2 separate regions of the Ovis aries genome follow, and region 2 is linked to region 1. The links are chromatin contacts, called in public Hi-C maps. All regions are on one chromosome and are shown on one strand. The core of a region is the stretch at or near the end of the contact, and the rest is flanking DNA. Distances in the headings are between cores, read along the strand shown. Region 1 overlaps MAML2 (mastermind like transcriptional coactivator 2). Region 2 overlaps MAML2 (mastermind like transcriptional coactivator 2).

Evidence for each region. A called contact is a pair of places that touch in the nucleus more often than the background predicts.
Region 2: a contact with region 1 is called in a Hi-C map of omental adipose tissue, with 1.7 times the contacts expected there. The contact joins two enhancer-like sites. A contact is called at or near these places in 4 of 16 Hi-C or Micro-C datasets (hypothalamus, omental adipose tissue, skin fibroblasts and 1 more).

The regions. Positions count from the first base shown.
Region 1 is chr15:13,598,613-13,605,212 of ARS-UI_Ramb_v3.0, reverse strand. All of the region lies in intron 1 of MAML2 (mastermind like transcriptional coactivator 2), which reads right to left. Among named protein-coding and RNA genes, the nearest start is that of MAML2, 89 kb to the right of the region's middle. Within about 2 kb of position 3,577, at least 7 of the 54 cell types and tissues checked have an H3K27ac peak or open chromatin away from gene starts, as enhancers often do.
Region 2 is chr15:13,812,965-13,819,564 of ARS-UI_Ramb_v3.0, reverse strand. All of the region lies in intron 2 of MAML2 (mastermind like transcriptional coactivator 2), which reads right to left. Among named protein-coding and RNA genes, the nearest start is that of MTMR2, 140 kb to the left of the region's middle. Within about 2 kb of position 2,629, at least 17 of the 54 cell types and tissues checked have an H3K27ac peak or open chromatin away from gene starts, as enhancers often do.

The DNA of each region.
Region 1 (6,600 bases), core at 2,328-4,827:
ATCATTCTTTTAAAGAAGAAGGGCTGCTGGACATCCACAGAGACAGTGTATTCAGCAAAACTTCCTATATGTTGATGTTTGGTAGAAACCAATGCAATACTGTAAAGCAATTATCTTTTTTTTTTTTTATTTTTTATTTTTTTTATTTTTTAAATTTTAATATCTTTAATTCTTACATGCGTTCCCAAACATGAACCCCCCTCCCACCTCCCTCCCCATAACAGCTCTCTGGGTCATCCCCATGCACCAGGGACACCGGTACCCATCCCTAAAGGCTTGTCAATCAAAGGACTCTTCTGAAATGCAGTTCTGACTTGGCTTGGGTATGTGGTCACTCTGTGTGGTGTGTTTGTGTTGGGGGCCATGTAGAAGAGTCTAGAAGGATGGGGGTAGGAAGAAGAAGGAGCAAGAAGAGAGGACATCTCAAACTGGAGGTGCCCCATAAGACCCAGATGATGCTGGAAAAACTAAAGTTTCTTCACGAACGAAGAGAGTGGCAGGCACTCTGCCACCCCACACCCCATTTCCAACGCTCTTCCCCGTTGCCCGGCCCTTCGTCCTACTTTGAATGGCAATATGGTACCTGGAGTTTGAGACTATGAGAGAAAGGAGAGGAGCATCACAGAGATACTGATACTGAGCCTTGATATTATTGAGCTACTCAATCAAATACCAATGATGACCTATCTCCAGAAATACGGTAAATGTGAGAAGAAACGTCCCTATTTGTTTTAAGCACCATCAATCAGTGTTGGGTTATTTGCAGCCTCCCGTTTGAGCACGCTCCAGGAGATGGTGAAGGGCAGGGAAGCCTGGCGTGCCGCCAGTCCGTGGGGTCACAAAGAGTCAGACATGACTGACCAACGGAACAACAACAAACCCTCCCCCCTCAAAAAAAAATTGATTTGGTAGGGACAGCAGACCAAATAAGTTTTTTGAGGGATTTCCCTGGTGGTCTAGTAGTTAAGACTTCACCTTCCACATGAAGAAAAAAAAGTCTTAAAAAAAGTTATCTAGTCTTAGAAAACTTTGTGGGGAAAGGACGGCTTTGAAAAATTCAAGTGAAGCCTAATATTCTTTAGAAGGTAAAACCAATTTATCATGTCCTGCGTGTGTGAGCTTATTCTCTCAGTTATATCCGACTCTTTGTGACCCCACGGATTGTAGCCCACCAGGCTCCTCTGTCCATGGGATTCTCACATTTACCATATTTCTGGAGATAGGTCATCGTTGGTATTTGGTTGAGTAGCTCAATAATATCAAGGCTCAGTATCAGTGGAATAGATTTCCATTTCCTTCTCCAGGGGATCTTCCCAACCCAGAGATCAAACCTGGGTCTCCCGCACTGCAGGCGGACACTCAGACTTTTACGTCTGCAACAACTTAGCATTGTTACACCATCCCCTAGTTCACGACATTTATTTAGAGGAAGGACAAGACGTATCATATAGTTGTCACTATGCAATTACTTGTTTTGACTGCATATATTTTTACCCAAGTTTCTAATCTTATTTTTCTGTATAAGGCAAAGATATCAGCTAATGGGATGCTTGGCTTATCCTCCGTCCTTTTTATAATACCGGACCACTATCAGAGAATTTTAAGAGAAATGTAACATAAGGAATGGAAAGGGCAAAGCAGTCTTATGTGGTCACTTGCAACGTACATGACACAGCAAGCTACTTCAACTCTCTGAACCTCATAGGGCTCATTTATAAAATGAAGAGTTCAATTAGGTCATTCTTTCAGTTTTATGTTCTAAAAAGTTTGATTATAAGCAACCATGTTGTATAATCACAGACAGCTGTATAATCCTGTTTTTGACTAACAAGGAAGATGTCATAGTTCTAATCCATCACCATGAACAAAAATTTAAATTGTAAAACTTATATTCGATAGAGTCAGAGTTCATAAAAATCAATGACATTCTCTGGCTCAAAGAGCCACTTCCCTCCTGATTGATGATTCTCTGATAGTGTTTTCAAAAGGTGGTCTGTAGTCCGTGCATCTGGCTGGGTCCCACTCAAGAGGTACTGGCCAGAATTTCTGGGATGTCACTCAGAAATCTGCCCTGTTCACCAGCATCCTGCGACATGCTGACCTACACCAAAGTCTGAGCACCACTAATTGGACCTAAGTGTCACTAAAAGTGAAATTGAGATGTAAGTAGACTAAAATTATATAGAGGGTGTGATCGTCAAGGGCTTCCCAGGTGGCTCAGTGGTAAAGAATCTGCCTGCCAATGCAGGAGATGTGGGTTCGATCCCTGGGTCAGGAAGATTCCTCTGGAGAAGAAATGACAATCCACCCCAGTACTGCCTGGAGAATCCCATGGACAGAGGAGCCTGGCAAGCTACAGTCCATGGGGCTGCAAAGAGTCAAACACGACTTTACACATGATGATCAAACAAAATGCTCAGTCACAAAGTCAGCTCTTTATTTTTCTAAATGTGCTGACTTAAAGTAACGTAAAATGTTCTCATAGATAAGATTAAACTTGACCCTCAATGCATTCTTGATTGCATACTTAGAATTCACAGAAATCAAAGTAAAAAACTTCCCCAGGATTCTGATTCCTGCTCATTTTGTTTCCTCTTGTTTTTCTCTTCCTGTTACCATTTGTTTTCATTTAAAACATTTAATCCATGTTTTAAAAACCCTTGTTTTAATGCTCTATTTCATCTGCCACCCCAGAAATGGCAAGTTTTTGGTTGCAAGTGCCATATTTTTATGGCTTACTATAATCTCATCTGCCTGCACTTTCTGGCTTGTTTTCAATACTGTCATCCATTAATAAACCAAAGAATTTGCATTTACTTTGCATCTATGTGTTTATAGATCTTTACATGGCTAAGTATGACCGTAATCATTATACTGCTCCTCCAGGAGTTAAAAGTTTGAAAATTCCTATTCTAGTTTGTGTATTTTATTGGATTGAGTATATTATGGTATTATCATATCTACATAAACAATTTACTTCTTAAGATTACTTTATTCACCCTAAGTTTAGTTGTACTATCACATCTTTAACCAATTGTGGTTTATTCAGTTTTATCACAAATCAGTAAAAATAAAATGTTCTGTAAAATCCCATGTCTAATTCAGGTATGTTTTGAATCTGCTTCCTATGGCTGTTAAAAGTTGGAGCTAGAGCTGTAAGAGAACAATACTGCTTGCTAATGTTTCAAAGCCAATAAGACCATTTGAAAGGCAAGATAAAACAAACCAAAACAAACACATTGAGTAAAAAAAAGGCTGAAGCCCTTATAATTCCAACCATTTAAGAGCGATATTAGTCATTGTTATTTCATCACAGTAATATGTTTGGCATTTCTAAAGTGTTTCTCAATCAAAAAATGTCCATGTATCTTGCAAAAAATCAAACTATTAATGAATCATCCAGAATGCCATAAAAGGAAGTCGGATGTCCACTGTGAAGGATGAAGACCACAGAGGCAGATGAGCCCACACTGTGACCTGCATGCCCCTCAAGGGAGAGCAAAGACGGTCCTGAAAGAAGCGGAAAGTAGAGTGGGGTTCTGAGAGTTCACACACCTGTAAGCACAGCAGAAATCCCTTCAGTCTGTACTTTGTCTCTGCAGGTGTGGAGGGAGGCTGCGGTGGCACAAGAGCACTTGGAGCAGGCCAAGTGGTTGGTCTCATTAAAAGGGGACCCAAAAGGCAGGAGATGAATTAGGAGTTTGGGATTAACAGAAGCACAATACTATATATAAAACAGATAACCAAAAAGGACCCACTACATAGCTCAGGGAAACATACTCAGTATTTTGTAATAACCTCTAAGAGAAAAGAATCTGAGATACACACACACACGTATAATTGAATCATTTTGTTGGACACCTAAAACTAACACAACATTGCAGATCACCTATACTTCAATAAAAAATAAATACAAATACAAAAACAAAAATGAAAGGGCACCCAATTTGGAATCAAGAGACTTGACTGTGTGTATCCTTATTTCTTAGTTGCATAACCTTGAGCCTGTTGAAATCTCCCGGATAGAGACTATGTTTGCCCTCATAAAAGATCTGTAACAGTGTGCTAACATACTTCCTTCTCGGGGCCTTTCTGAGGGAAAATTGAGATAATGTATGAAAATCCCTGTGAAGTAAATGTTGGTTCTGACTGTAATTCACAGAAGAGCCGGATCACTTCCCTGGATCCTGTAACCTGAGTTGTGGCCACGTGTACCCGCGTGTCTCCTGCCTGGGCTGTCTTTCCTACATTTGCCCACGTTTGCCTCAGCAACTCTGCATCCCCATGGAAACTGGCTGGGTTTGTAAAGCCTCCTCGTACACCAAGGTGTTGCCAGCTGTCGCTGAATTGGTTACAAAGCGAGGACCCCACCAGCTCATGTCTTGTATGACCCAGACCCCCTACTCAGTTTCGTATCTGGAAACTCTGACTCTTGCGTGCTGCAGGAGAAAAAAGGATCTCCAAACCAATACCTACCTCTGGCAGGAATGTGCAGTGGAACAGACTGAGGCAAAAATAAGTCATTTGAACACAATATGCAACAGTGTGTACAAATATGCTTTATGGCTGAACTTGAGCTTTTTCTGATTGTTAACATGTCCCGTTCTTTTGTGCCACCCACACAAAAATGTGTTCTATTAGGAGTCAGGTTCTATTCCTGACCCTCTTAGTCAGACTGGGCAAGCTGTTTTAATTTCCCTCAGCTTTATTTTATCCATTTTGGAATCTCTCCTCATGGACTCTACCTTATTGAAGTTTCAAGTTATATCTTTGAAGCTAATAAAGGAGGGTCTGCAAATGAAGAATTAGGAATCATACCCGAAGTTGTAATGCTGGATCACTTCTCAAGATGCTTCTGAAATGAAAACGCTGAAAGGAGTGCAAGTCCCTGACATATTTGCTACACTAAATACACGTTTCTTCAGCCGTACACATAAATCCTTTCATTATAAGAGGAGTTCTGAACGGCAAGACCCTCTGACTTCAGCAAAAAGTTAGCAGATGGCACAGACTTAGCCATACCAGGGTTATAACATTAACATAAGGAATTCAAATTGCTATGGAAACAAAACATACTATTTACTCCTTAGGGCACAAAACAAGAGCTTTCCCGGTGGCTCAGTGGTAAAGAATCCTCCTGCCAGTGCAGGAGACACAGGCGATGTGGGTTCAATCCTAGGATCAGGAAGATCCCCTGGGGAAGAGCATGACAACCCACTGCAGTATTTGTGCCTGGAGAATGCCATGGACAGAGGAGCCTGGTGGGCTTCAGTCCATGGAGTCACAAAGAGTCGGACATGACTGAAGCGACTGGGCATAGCACAGGGCATGAACAAACAGTATCAGCTAACTTTTCCTCGGGTCTTGGTAGAAACTGCCACAGAGGAGGCCAGATTCCAGAAGAGGTCAGAAAGGTGGCAGATCAACATGCTCAGTGCAAAGCATCTTAGTCCATGCAAATGGACAGAAAAATGAGTGCCCTTTCCTGACCCCAGTGCTTGGAAGAGGAGGCGAGAGAGAGTTTGCAGGGGCAAAAAATGCGACAGGAAAATGACAGTGATACCTTGCTCATGAATTACTGCTGCAAACATTGTAATCCTTTGAGGGAACAACTGAAATACAGCTTCTGAGGTAGCTGCACTGCACTGAAGCCTGCAGCGTGGAAACTGAGCTCAGGAGAAAAAGGAACAGGTAACTCAGCAGTGACGACCGTGACCCTCCTACATCCGTCCTGGGCTGGAGTTTTAAGAAGATGACAGCCTTTCAAAACCCTTATTCTGAGTATCACTGGTAAGGTGAAATTGACCACATCTCTTGAGAAAAATGAATTGTCTCTTAAAGCAGTCAACCATTTTCAAATGCAGGGTTTACTTCCAGGAGAGAAGCTGGAAACTGATTGATATGTTATTTCCTAGGTGCTGAGTGGCAGGATGCGCTTCTAGGTTTCCTGTGCCATGACACCCTTGCCCCCTTCTGGGGCTGGGTGTGTTCCAAGGACACACCTCAATAATCATCATACTCAGGGAGGTGTGTCATAGTGGGGCCCCTCTGTGATGGAATATTCAAGGCATATAAATTTAGAAATACTGGAGACTAACTAAACCATAACCTTATGGAAAAGTAACTCTTCCATTGAGCACATCACATATTCTTTCACATAGTAGGTCCACAGGTAATTTTTAAGAGAATGAAAGAATGGCCACGCAGCCTTCCGAGGAAGGGTATAGCACTCCTAGCGCCTAACGTGTATATGTGCACAATCTAGGAAAAAAAGGAAAAAGATTTCCTTGCAAGTATAGAAAATTTATCAGCTCCTTGGACTTTGATAGAAAATACACAGTCTTTAAAGAAAAGGGTGAAAAACAATAACAGAGTCAGTGCTGAGCCGATGGCTGAAGTACAGAAAAACATTCTAATAGAGAATGGGCTGGTTTCAATAAGCCCTAAGACAATAGAAAAGTTATGTCTCCATTGAGTGAAATTCCTACCCCACATATTAAGACAGTGGCACACACATAGACCAAAGAGAGGAAATATATGATTATAGGTGCTGGACTCAGCCAACACAAATGCAGCATGCGTATCTATTTCAACAGCAAT
Region 2 (6,600 bases), core at 1,380-3,879, 220 kb before region 1:
ATAATCCTGATTTTTTTTTTTTTTTTTTTTAGAAAATCACACTATCTACATTATCACACAGCAGAAAAGCACCCAAATAACCATTTTATGACATTTCAATGGGAAACATTCATGCAAGAACAGAGGGCCTGGATCTAAATGAGAAAAAGACTAAATGAGAAGAAAACGGGAATTTAAGTGAAAATTACAGGGTGTTGTGCTTTTTTCATGAGTATAAATGTGCTGCAGTTCTTTAAAGCTGAGGCCCTCCTTTTGAAGACTGAAGTGCCAGGTTCAATGTTACTACTCCTTGGGAGAAAATTAGGGTCCCTTGAAAATTAAATCATCACTTTTACAGTCATCGCCAAGTTTTAGTTTACTGATAGTAGTATTGTGGCTGGGATCTAAAAGAGTTACTCCTTTCAAAACTGTGCAAGGCAGTAGCTCAAAGAGTGGATAATCCAAACCCGTATCTTGAATATCATAGTCTGTTTCTCATGATACCAGTGGTACTAAGTAACATTCTTCGGTGTCATGGAAAGGGAAACCAAGAAAGCAAGAGTCTGAGTCTCATGAGGACTTGGACCTGGAATCAGCAGCTTTGACTCCCATGTTATTCTGAAACTGAAATCTATGCATATGCATAGATGAAAGAAACTCAAGGAGCAGACAGCTGTGCCCTGTGTATCTGGTGATTTGGGGACAATCATTATTTGCTTGATCGTTTCTCCTTGAGGAATCTGGTTGTCAAATTCCCAAGAAAATGCTCCCATAGAGATGCATTTAGAAATCCTCTAAGTTTGTCTTAAGCACAGGGGCAGCTATTCTTTTGATGACAAGAAGTTGTCTGCCTGCACTGTTCTTTCCCTCAGGTTTTTCTGGATGGAGTTGTTCAGTTGCTGAGTCACGTCTAATTCTTCACGACCCTGTGGATCTCAGCACGCGAGGCTCCCCTGTGCTTCACTGTCTCCTGGAGTTTGCTCAGATTTATGTCCTTTGAGTCAGTGATACTATCTAACCATTTCATCCTCTGCTGCCCTCTTCTTCTTTTGCCTTCAATCTTTCCCAGCATCAGGGTCTTTTCCAATGAGTCTGCTCTTTGCATCAGGTGGCCAAAGAATTGGCATTTCAGCTTCAGCATCAGTCCTTCAAATGAATATTCAGGGTTGATTTCCTTGAGGATTGGCTGGTTTGACCTCCTTGCAGTCCAAGGGACTCTTAAGAGTCTTCTCTAGCACCACAGTTCTCCAGTACCACAATTTTGGATGAAGAGATGGTGTGATTTCCTGAGATGAGTGAAAGACAAAAATTCACCCAAGAGAGTGAGCATCTGAAGGGTAACTGAGGGCTGGAGACAGGAAACCAAAGTAATGCTGGCCGTTTTCCTGAATAATGTCATGAGAAGAGGAAAATACAAAAGTGGAAAGCGAGTTTGAAAAGATGAACACAGTTCTCTATTAAGTGCACCAGTTGTTCAGATAGAGAGAAAAAAGGAAGCCAGACTTGCTTCCTTGAAATATGGGTGTCTACCACCAATCTGCTTTTGACATCTGGATATCAGGACACCAACACAGAGTGGAGGATCCACCAATTCTATAAGACAAGCAACTTCCTTTCTGTAGGAAAGGTGTAAACACCTGAAAGTCAGAGTTTCAAAAGAAATGTTTCCAGGTAAGTAATTTCATTTCAAACAAAACTTCCCTTTGTCCCTTCTTTCTCTGTTTTTTCCATTTTCCCTTGCCTTCTTCCAGTTTTCTCATTTCTGATGCTTTCTCTGTGTTAGGAGGAAGTATCTCAAATGAATCGTGCTTAATTTAAATACGTGCTGTGCTCAGTCGTGTCTGACTCTTTGCAACCCCATGGACTGTAGCCCACTAGGCTCCTCTGTCCATGGGATTCTCCAGGCAAGAATACTGGAATGGGTTGCCATGCCTTCCTCCAGGGGATCTTCCCAAGCCAGGGATCAAACTTGAGTCTCTTGCGTCTCCTGCTTTGGCAGGTTGATTCTTTACGATGGAGCCACTTGCAAAGCCCTACTATAAATATACCCCATAGGTATAAAGGTAACAAAAGAAGAAAAACTAATTTCTGTGTCATTTTTCTAGTACTTCTTCATGGGCAAAAAAGCCTTTGCTTTTCACTTTATCTGGCTGAGAGCAGTACAAGCTTCCCAGCTGCACACAGGGTACCCTTTCTGATGGACAAATTGATTGCCATGAGTAACAACAATACTAACTGAAAACAACAAATCCTAAGTGTGACCAGAGGTTACTTAACCTCTGGGACAGACGGTTCTTCAAAGCAGCGTGAGACATATTTACTGAAAATCTGCCACGTTCCAAGTAAGGTGAATCAGACAGTTAATGTGAAAGCAGTGCTTAGCACAGGCACGTCACTGAAGAGAAGCCTCAGAACAAAATAGGAAGCCCGCTCCCACCCCGACTTAAAGAAAAAAGTTTATTGCAGAGAGAAATGGCTATTTCAGCCATCGCGTGAAAACAATCCGACGGCTCCTTGCCCTGATGTTCTTTTCATGTGTTTAATCAGTAAAGAGAAAGTAAATAGAAAGTTCGAGAGGGGCAGGAGCAGGGTACTATTCGTCTTGGTTCATCTTACAGAGAATGACTCAAAAGGAACAGAAAGTTGCTGCAACTGTGATGTGGCATTTATAATAAATGGCTCAACCTCATAAGGGCCAGACACTCAGCGATTTAACTGGTAATGCCAGGGGGATGATGTAGAATTTCCTGTACTGTTTTAACTTCTCAATAAGCATGTAGACACTGCAGCGAAACCCAGGTAAAAAGTTCACAGCTGGAGGGGGTGTATAGGAAATGCTCTGGAAAGCTGTAAGCTTACATAGGCATCCGGCTGGAAACGGCCCTGGAGGGCGGGGGGTGGTGTCGGGGGGGTCACACATGGTAATAATTTGAAATTTACAGAATATGGGTTTTAAGCACTACGGTAAAGGTAGCAGAGTTTTCTCCCAACTGGGTTCTGAAATACGGCCTGGCAGAAGGGTGTGGAATGTACAAATAGACCAGTTAACAGAATCTGGGTGTGCTTAAACAGTAGAGCTATTAATTTTACTTCTTAAGGTATCCAGGAGGGCAAGCACCCTTCGCCACCAGCTCTCCTCACCCAGAGAGTGTCCATTTTTTTCTCTATTTTTTATTGGGGGTATAGCCAATTAATAAATAACGTGATAATTTCAGGTGAGCAGTGAAGGGACTCAGCCATACATATGGTGGTGGTGGTTTAGTTGCTAAGTCATGTCCGACTCTTGCGACCCCATGGACAGTAGCCTGCCCGGCTCCTCTGTCCATAGGATTCTCCAGGCAAGAATGCTGGAGCGAGTAGTCACACATATACATGCATCCATTTCCTCCAAACTCCCCTCCCATCCTGGCGCCACATAACCGCAGGGTTCCCTGTGCCACTGTCCGTCCTTGTTGCTTATCCATTTTAAATAGAGCAGCGTGGACCTGTGCACCTCAAACTCCCTGACAGTCCCTTCTCCCCACCCGAAGATGAATCTCAAATGCTGTATCAACTACCACTCCCTGTTTTAAAGTCTCACCTAAAACTTTGTACCTAGGAGTATTCGTTTTTTCCTGGAACCTTCTTAAGTGTGTCCTTCTCTTTGTGACCCCTTTCCTCCCCTTCAGCCTCTCCTACCATGAGATTATAATCATCTCCACGACAAGGACCAACTCCTGTTCTCTGTTACCCTGAAGTCAAGTAGGATTATGTTGCCAACACCTCCCTGCAACCCACAAGAAATAAAGCTTTTTAGTGGCTTCCCATTGACTTTAGGATCAAGCCTAACAAGCTCTCTAACATGGCTCCTACAAGGGTCTCCATAATTCGGCCCCAGTCTGATCCAACCTCCCGTCATTCTCTTTGGCCCTTGACCCATCTTTTCTTGCTGACATGTGCCCGCCCTCTCACTCCTTGGCTTTGGGTGTACTGTTCCCTGGCCTGGGACAAGCTGCCCACCCATCTCTGCCCACTTCTGTCTGCTGCTGACTCTCCCCTCAGGGCTCACAGTCTTCTTTGGGGACCCTTTTCACACCCCCAACAAAGTTACACATCCCCGAACTTCCCTGTACTTCCCCCCTCATAACTTACTCTTCATTTTTATTATTTGTATCTGTTTTAGTGTCCGTTTTCCCAGCTAGATGGCAAGTTCTAGGAAGTCAGGGCCCCCTCCTCTCTCTAGTGCTCCACCTTCGACGCCTAGGGCATAAGGCGTCGATGTATGGTTCTACTATATGAGAACTCAATAAATTTTATTATTTGAGTCAATGAATGAATGAATGAATAGCTACTGTAATAAGCACCACCATGTGCTGAGTGCTTACTAGGTGCCAATGAGCATGCTGCATATTTTATACACATTATGCCACTTAGCCATCACAGTGGTCCCATTATTACCTCTGATACACATTATTACTCCTATTTATAGATGAGAAAACCAAGTCTTGGAGAGGTTTTTAATGACTCGGGTTACCTAGCTGGAAAAGGACAAAGCTGGGATCTGTGCCCAAGGTTGCCTCAGTCCAAAACTGAGGGCTTTTTATGGGGTCATAGGTTCCTGAAATAGCTACCCAGTAAATGCTCATTAAAAAAATACACAGAGTATTGAGTAGAGTTCCCTGTGCTATACAGTACGTTTTATTAGTTATCTATTTTATATGTAGTAGGGTATATATGTCAATCCCAATCTCCCAGTTTATCCCTTCCTCCCAGTTTCTTTTCTGATAACCATGTTTGTTTTCTACATCTGTGATTCTATTATGGGAATAGAATCTAAAAGAGAGTGAATATATGTGTGTGTATATATATATAATGGATTCATTTTGCTGTACAGCAGAAACTAATACAATATTGAAAATCAACTACTTCAAAAAATTAATTTAAAAAATACACACATACAGAAAGACTTATGAATATGTTAAGTTCTTCTGATTTGAGAATCCCTTTGTAACTGTATTTGATATGAATTGATATGATTAGAACTAATTCCAACAAAGTCTATAAATTCCTCACCCAAATCCAGTCCTGAATTTCCTTTTTTTTTTTTTTTTGCCTGTTAATACAATGTCTTCTGGACCAGAGTTCAACCAAGGGTTTCAGTTCTGCTCAGATGTTGCCTAAGTGCTTAGAAGTGAGCTGAGTTCATGTCTGTACAACAAGCCAAGGATGGCCAGAAATCTTTTACCAAAGGGACCTAAGGTTCGTGGTTGGCCAGCTATGGGACACCATTGTATGACATCTTCTTCTTCTGTTGCCCTAAAGATATATGATTTGATGTAGTGCCAGGTTAGTACCAAGGTTCCTAAGAATGACAATATTTACTTCGCAATTCATAAAACGTGTAAGGTTAGGTCACAGCACATCAGCTTAATATAAGAAAACTCTCCACTAAGAGGATGATTCAGGTACGGACCGTCTGTGTTCCTAGAGGATGGATGGATGGAAGTAGGAGACCATGGATCAAGTCCACTCTAGAAAATGATGTGCACTTTAGGTGGATAGTTAGGTAAGAGGACTTCTCATGTCCTTTCAAATTCTGTGAGGAGGAAAGCTTGATGAAATGTTTATGTAAATTATTTTCTGGGTTTGTCTGAATGCTGAAAAATACTTGTGACGTATATATGTGCATATTGAATATAGCCAAGCTCTGGATTCAGACATCCCTAAGTTCAAGTCCTTTCTCTACCCTTACCAGCTATGTGCCTTGGATGAATCTTTGGGCCTCTCTAAGCCTCAATTTCCTTTCCCATGAGTAATAAAATTCACCTTTATACTTGTAGAAGACAATCTCTTCAGACGATGGGATATTCAGATGCATGATCTTGCGAAGTTAAATAATCCCCACACACCTCATTGTGCTGTAATATGTGGAGGATAATAATAATATCTTTCTCCAAAAATTATTACAAGGATTAAATGAATTAAAAACGTAAAGTGCTTGAACTGTGTTTGGCCCAGAATAAATCTTCAGTTGGTTTTAATCACTGTTATTATGATCATGGAAACAACTGATTTTTTCTAAATACTTTTCATGTAGGAGTTTCATGCTTCATAAACTCCATTGCTATTTGTCCTTTTGCCTGAATTCTAAGTGTGGAATAAAAGTTTAGAAATGATTAGAATTCATGCTCTAAATTGGAAAGCCAACTTCTTAACAAGGGACTGTATTCTTAAAAAGCGAGAAGGAATGTTTTTGTGTCAAAGTGGACAGGAAATAGCTGATTTCCAGAACCCAGAGTGTCCGAACAAAAGTGATCTTTTGGTAATGATTTGGAAAATGTTCTGAATACATGTCTCGCAGATTTTAAAATGCTTATACGTATCTTTTTATTGAATAAAAAAAGGTAGAAGAAGAGTTACTAAGGAATGTGTTGGTTTTATCAAATATTTATCCCAAAGCCAAGAGGAATAGAGTTCTTCTAACGCATTCGTGTTTACAGATATTAACTCTCATGGGGCAGTGGGGCAGAGGGTGCTTGTTTTTCTAACTCTCCTGTGTCATGCCTGATATACAATGCGCTCTCTGTCTCTGTCTCCCTCTCTCCTCTCTGTCTCTCTCTCTCTCATACACATGCGCGCGCG